2 separate regions of the Callithrix jacchus genome follow, and region 1 is linked to region 2. Evidence: chromatin contacts called from public Hi-C data. All regions are on one chromosome and are shown on one strand. The core of a region is the stretch at or near the end of the contact, and the rest is flanking DNA. Distances in the headings are between cores, read along the strand shown. Region 1 overlaps CCDC33 (coiled-coil domain containing 33). Region 2 holds the start of ISLR2 (immunoglobulin superfamily containing leucine rich repeat 2).

Region 1 (3,463 bases), core at 98-2,597, 200 kb after region 2:
ATGGCACGCCCGAGGATGGGAGCGGACTCAATCGATTGGTGCACAGCAGGCAGGGGAGGACAGGGCCCCTCGCAGGGAGGGGTGGTGAAGCCTGGTCTGGGAGGCTTCTTGCCCCAGGATCTTTGGGATAGTGGGGGGCACACACCCATTTCCCTGGTGGGGAGGCTGAGGGGCAGGAGCAGGAAGATCTAAGGCCCACATCTGGGTGCCAGCCAGTGGGTGACTGGTGCCATCCAGGGAGCATGATGACTCCACCACCAGCCTCCCTTTCATTTCCCTGGAGGGGTGCTAGACCCTCCATAGCCCCTCATAAGAGACACACAGAGAAGAGGGTAACGTTTCTGGAGCCACTCTTACGTGGCAGGCACTGTGCTTGGAGCTGTACGCTCGCAACCTCATTTAATCCCCAACAGCGATGAGGTGGGCACGTGATGCACTCCATTTTACAGAGGAGAAAACAGGCTCGGAGAGGTTAAGTGACCTGTCCAAAGTCACACAGCTGCTTAGTAACAGAGCCCACTGTCTTTCCACTTCACCAGGTCCACTCAAATAAGAACTAATAGGACTATGGGATTGTCTTGTACAACTCCCCTGCCTGTCCCTATTGTTCAGAGGAAGAGACTCCATTCAGAAAAAGAGGATTAAATGAAACGTGAGGCTTGCAGCACTGAGAGAGGCCAGAGGCCCCCACCCCGTGCAGAGTGCTGAGCTAGGCGCCCAGCAGTAAGGGTGGAGATCTTGAAACGGGTAGAGGTGCCTGTCTTGGCCTGTCTAGTCAGGGATTATTATGGTGCCCCCACTGAGGCCCCAAAGAATACTTTCATTCATTCATCCATCCATTCAACAAGTAAACAATATTTATGAAGTCCCAGTGCTGGTCAGCGTCTTGCTAGGTCCAGATGGAGTGCCCTGTCATGAAAGTCTTTGGGACCAAGCTTGTCTGGGACAGACAGGCTGAACCCAGTTCTGCTGGGGAAGGCAGGCAGGCCCTCCATGCCCAAGGAGGGTGTCTCTGCAACCCAGGCTGAAGCCGGTTCTCAGACGTTCTGCCTTCGTGACCAAGGCCGTTTCTAGGTGGCGGGCGGGCTTGTTTGGGTTTGTTTTTTCTTTGCTTCCCAGTGAGTTTCTTTCAAAAACATCCACCCATGTCTCCACTGAACTAAAAAGAAAGGAATGTGTCCAGAGCATCAGGAAAGCAGACAGGGGAAGTCCCCAGGGTCCAGGCGTGGGGCCGCCCCTAAGCCACACTGCAGCTTCGGGGGAGGAGAGAGAGCCCAGCCTGGGCTGCTGCAGTGTGTGTGGGGCTCCTGAGGGGACAAGGGGGAATCGGAGAGCAGAGAGAGCAAGCAGGAGTGGGAGGAGGAGACTCAGGGACAGAGGGTGGGGCTCAGTGGGAAAGGAGAGACAGGGTATGGGAGTAACCAGGAGGCAGAGAAAGCGGAGAAGAGATGGGGGAGTTGAAGGGGAAGGCAGGGACCAAGGTGTCACCAAGGGCAGGTGAGGAAGGAGGGGTACTGAGTCTGGGCCAGGGGAGTCAGAAGGCCCGAGTCCTGAAGGGCCCCACAGCTCTCCTAGGCCCTGCTGTCTCCCTACAGTTCTGTGGCCAAGGAGTGAACCTTGTGTGATTTCAGCTACCCCAGTCAGGCACCCCTCCTCCACCGGAACAAAAGGGAAGTGGCCCCACGGGCCTGCCTGCTTCCAACGCACTTGTTGTAGCAACAGTCCCTGGGGACCCATCCTGGGAAACAGGACCGCCAGCAGTAAAGATGGGGGAGCCAGGGCCCCCATGCCCTCCGGCTGCCACGGCTACCACAGGCCTTGGTGACAGCCTGCCTGTAAGTCGCCCCCACAGCCCCTGGTTCTGGGAGGATGGGTTGGCTCCCTAGCAGCAGGTGTGTTGGGGTGTGTTGCCCGGCAACCAGTAAAGGTTTCCCAGAGCCTCTATAAGTGGAAGGCAGGGCAGAGGGGACCAGGGCATTGGCCCTTAGATGCCCATGGTCACAGGATTCTTTTGCAGGGCCCCCAGCTCCAGCCTAGGCCACCTGAGCCCACACAGTCACCCAGAGAGGGAGGAGAGAAGGGCTTTTGGGAAAATCTTTTAAAGTGACCATTGTCTCCTGCTAGCCCGGGGCCTACCTCTGGCGTCTTGGAGGTCCAGCCCCGGATCCTAGAAAGTGGCTGAGCCTGGGCTAGCCTGGGAAGGCTTGCTGGTAGTGCATGTGCAGTGCAGAGCTGCGAAGAAGAGTGGGTGTGGCAGATGGGGCATGCAGTGGAAGCAGCAGCCCAGGCCAGGGGGCTGGGGCCGCCCTGGTGAGTGCTAACCTTTCTGGTTTGGGCCCCAGTTGCCAAAACATTTCTTCTTCCCCTATGGCTAGAATCCTAGAGGACAACCCCAGCGAGGATCATTCCCCGCGGGGTGCAGATGAGCAGGCACAGAGTGGGCAAGGGCCTCGCTTCGGGTCATTCAACAGCTGTGGACGGAGGCTGGATTAGAACTCAAGGTTCTGGGTTCCAGCCAGGGCCCTTCCCCCTCCCCACACTGAGGCAGCCAAGCTCTAACCAGGAAGGATTCTGGCAGGAGGTGACCAGTGGGGAAGGGTTCTTTGTGGAAGAGTGAGCAGGACCTGTGAGACCAGGGCTGGGGTCTGCCTCTCACCACCCCCTGAATGCCCAGCCCTGTACTTCCCTGGGCTGAAAGCAAGGGCTGGCCCCAGTCTGACGTCAGCAGAGGCTGGACTCTGGCCCAATACCCAAGGAGTAGAGATTGATGGCCTGTCTTGGTTAGCCTGGGGGTCTTCCTGGAGGAGGAGGGCCCAGAATGGAGCCTGGAGGGTCTGGTAGGGTTCAGGAAAGCCTGGGAGGGGAAGCCAGCATCTTCCAGGAAGCCCCGCCCCCACCCCAGCTTAGCCAGGCTCCATTGTTCCAGCCAAGCCCAATTAGCACCCCGCTCCTGCAAGGGCCAATTAGACAGGGGCTGAGGTCAGCTGCCCACAGAGGCCCTGCCACCCCTCCAAGCTTCCCCAAGCCAAGCACAAAAGCTTTCCAGGCACTGTCTCTGCTGCAGCAGGAAGTGAAAGAAAGAACAGAAGAAAAGGAAAATTCACTCCTTTTGTTTCTTTGCCATAACCTTAGCCTGAACAAAGAAGCAACTGCCTCCCCTCCCCAGGAGGGCAGCTTCCGTGGAGCAGGGAATCTGTTTTAAACAGCAATTCGCACAGATTTGTTGTGGTTGGGAGGCCCAGATGACATTCGAGGGAAACCAGGAGCAGAGACCTGGGTGAGCAGGGTCCTGGTTCTAGAACCTTCCATGACTCCCCACTGCCCTCTGTTCAGAAGCAGAGCTCCCAGGCCTGGCTGACGCAAACAGGTGAGCCCGCTTCAGCTCTCTAGCCAGACAGACCTGGGTACTTTACTGCCACCAAAGAGCCCAGCCCACGTGGGCCTCCACACCTTCCCTCGGTGG
Region 2 (3,311 bases), core at 806-3,305:
ACAAAGTCATGCTCTGTCACCCAGGCTGTAGTGCAGTGGCACAATCTTGGCTCATGGCATGTTCTATCGCCTGGGTTCAAGCAATTCCCCTGCCTCAGCCTCCTGAGTAGCTGGGACTACAGACTACTCAGGAGGTAGGCTACACACCACCACGCCTGGCTAATTTTTTTTGTATTTTAGTAGAGATGGCATTTCACCTTGCTGGCCAGGATGGACTTGATCTCCTGACCCCGTGATCTGCCTGTCTCGGCCTCCCAAAGTGTTGGGATTACAGGCATGAGCCACCATACCCTGCTTTTTCTTTTCTTTTCTTTCTTTCTTCTTCTTCTTTTTTTTTTTTTAGACCATATCTCATTCTGTTGCTCAGGCTGGAGTGCAGTGGCATGATCTTGGCTCACTGCAACCTCTGCCTCCTGGTTTCAAGCGATTCTCCTGCCTCTGCCTTCTGAGGATTATAGGCATGTGCCACCATGCCCAGCTAATTTTTGTATTTTTAGTAGAGATGAGGTTTCACCATATTGGTCACCCTGGTCTGGAACTCCTTCCTGATCTCATGATCCGCCTGCCTCGGCCTCTCAAAGTGCTGAGATTACAGGCATGAGCCACTATGCCTGGGTGATACTGTTATTTATGCCTTTTCTTCTTGAGGCACAGACAGGGTAAATAACTTGGCTAAGGACACACAGCCAGTACATGATAGAGTCTGATGCTAGAACCTGCCCTCCTGATGACTACATAGAGCCTGCCTGTACAAGGAAAGGCCCGTGGTGGGAGTATAAACAGGGCCTGGCTTCCCTGAGCAGTCATCTTTCGACTGGAAATGAGAAAAGGAAAACAGCTTCTTGGAGGTGAGGGGCTGAAGAGAACTGTGTGTGTGTGTGTGTGTAAGAACGCAGAAGCTGAAAGATGGGAAGCAGTGAATGTTCAGGGGCTTCTGGCTGGAGGGCAGCTGTGGGGAAGGTCTTCCCAGCCTTCGCCGGCTGCTATGCTGCGATGTTTGATGCCCATCTGGGCCCCAGCTTTCTTATTCTCAGAGGCCCTTCCCACATCCTTCGGCAAGTCCATTAAATCCTCCACGTGCCACATTAAAATACAAGGGCATGTACCACTCTGAGTGCAGTTGCAACAGAATCGTTTGCACATGTTGCATGCCCTAAACATTCGATCAAACATCGATTACTTCCAATTTTGCAGTTTTCTTTGCCTCTCTTGGCGCCAACAGACTTTCTTTTGCAGATCTCGCACATTTATTTTAATAGGCCCCTGACAAAGTCATAAGGCTCAGAGAGAAGGGAGAGTGGGAGAGGCGTATAGAAAGCTTTCGTGTCAGGGACTAGTAGCTCAAGACTCAGGAGATGCCCTGGGCACTAGAAACACTCCGCAGCGCGAAGCAGGGACCGCGCCTGTGCTGTGTAGGGGACCAGAGGTGCAGATACCTGGGACATAGACTGGGTGGGCATGGGAAGTAAAGCCTCGGAACTTTGGTTAAGCGCGCCCCACTGGAATATTGCGTCGCGGGACTGCCGGGGTCCAGCACGCATCCTCCGACACTGACCCACCTCTGCGCCCGGCAAGCAGTGTCCAGCAGGGGGCGCGCGCGGACCAGGCCTGGGCCCTAGGACAGCGCGGACCCAATCGCGGGAGCAAGTCCCCAGATCCAACGGGTTTCAACCCTCCCCGCCCTCCCGACGCTCCGGGTTCGCGACTTTGAAATCAGGGGTCGATCCGCCAAAAGCCGCCAGGCGCTCCAGCTCTGCATTCCTGGGTCTGCCTGGGATCGGTCCCAGCCTGGTTAGGAGCCTTAGTCTGGATTCCGCAGATTCTGAATCTGTGGCCCTCTGCGATCGCGGCTTGGAATCTTATTACCTTCCCCTCCCCCACCCCTATTTCCACACACTTGATTAGTTGTCTGTTTCTTTAACGATCAAAGACGTGGGAGGCGGCGGGGTGATGTCTCGGTTCCCAGCTCCCCAGCCCTCCAGTAACTGTGTCATTATTAACGTTATAAACATTAGACCCGCTTCTGCGCGCCGGGCGGGGCGGGACGAGGTGTGCGCAGTCTTCTGGCTGAGCTCGGAGACAGATCCAGAAGTCGCGGCTCCCACTCCAGGCCTCTGCGGACTCTGCCTGGAGCGACTCGGCTCCAGCCCTGCCCGGGCCCGGGCAGGCACTGGGCTCTCCAGGGTCGAAGGCAGGGGTAAGGGGCATCTTTCCCCCAGGGCAGCCTCCGGGAACAAAAGCATTGGCTGCAGAGTGAGCTAGAGCCTCGGCGGCCCGCGGGAGTCAGCGCCCGCGCAGGGATGGTCACCGCATCCTTAGCCACCCTTCAGGCCCGAGAGCCCCGTCTCCCTGCCGAACTCCTTGCTTCTGCAATCCAGTCAAGAGAGCAAGGAAAGGGGGTTTTCCCTGGTCCTCGGGCCCTGAGGTTACCGGGTTGCTTATGGGACTGGTTCCCGAAGTCCCGGGAAGCTCTGGGCAGATAGCGAGCCCATTGTCCCGTCCACTACCCAGATTCTGCCTCCCGCCGAAGGCGAAAAGAAAGAAAATAGGTGAAAACCGGGGGAGGGCCCAGGGGCCTTGAGCCTCCCGGCCTGGCGCCCCTCACTCAGTCCCGAAAAGTCCCCTGGACACGCCATCCCAGACCTCGCTCAGGTGCAGCTGCTGGGCCCTACCTCCTAAGATCCTTCCCTGGCACAGGCTCTCAAGATTGCCCCCTCAGGGTTCCCAAGACCCGGACAACTGCCCAGGACGCCGCTCCCCGCCCCCACCCCCACCAAGTTCGGCAGACAAAGAAGGCCGTGCCAGTCCAGCCGTCTGCGTCACTCTCCCGACCCCCCCCCGCAAGGCCTAGAAACCTCAGGGACTTACTCCCAGGCTAGGGACCCAATCCTGTCTGTCCCACCACAGGGTTCCCGGCAGGGACGGGCCACAGTGCTATCACCCATCGACCCTTCTGGAAGACGCTTTCAGCGAAAGGCGCCCCGCGCCCTCCGTGGGTCGGCTGGGGATACCCCAGGCCTGAGTAGGCGGTGTGAAGTTCTGTGTTCTGAACTGGACTGAGCGAGATGCGACAGTCCCAGCCCGCTGGGCCGCCTGTAGCGACCGCAGGAGTAGGAGAGAGGGAGGGACGCGGAGTGTGAGCGCACCAGTCTGTTCATATTTAATTTACAAAGCAGCCTCGGAACCCAGGGCCGGGTGGTCTCTTTAGATGCTGCGCTCTTAGCCTTTCTCTCTTCCCCACCCCCTCCCCTAGCTCATTAAGATGCTCAACACTCAAATCGGGGTATTGATCTCCACAGAAGCCCCAAACC

The links. A called contact is a pair of places that touch in the nucleus more often than the background predicts.
Region 1: a contact with region 2 is called in a Hi-C map of induced pluripotent stem cells, with 4 times the contacts expected there. The contact joins the enhancer-like site here to the promoter of ISLR2 in region 2. A contact is called at or near these places in 3 of 3 Hi-C or Micro-C datasets (induced pluripotent stem cells and skeletal muscle).

The regions. Positions count from the first base shown.
Region 1 is chr8:21,162,259-21,165,721 of calJac240_pri, forward strand. All of the region lies in intron 12 of CCDC33 (coiled-coil domain containing 33), which reads left to right. Among named protein-coding and RNA genes, the nearest start is that of CYP11A1, 36 kb to the right of the region's middle. Within about 2 kb of position 1,348, at least 3 of the 16 cell types and tissues checked have an H3K27ac peak or open chromatin away from gene starts, as enhancers often do.
Region 2 is chr8:20,962,987-20,966,297 of calJac240_pri, forward strand. It overlaps ISLR2 (immunoglobulin superfamily containing leucine rich repeat 2), which reads left to right and starts at 2,056. Exons shown (of 3, transcript XM_035259205.3): 1 at 2,056-2,197.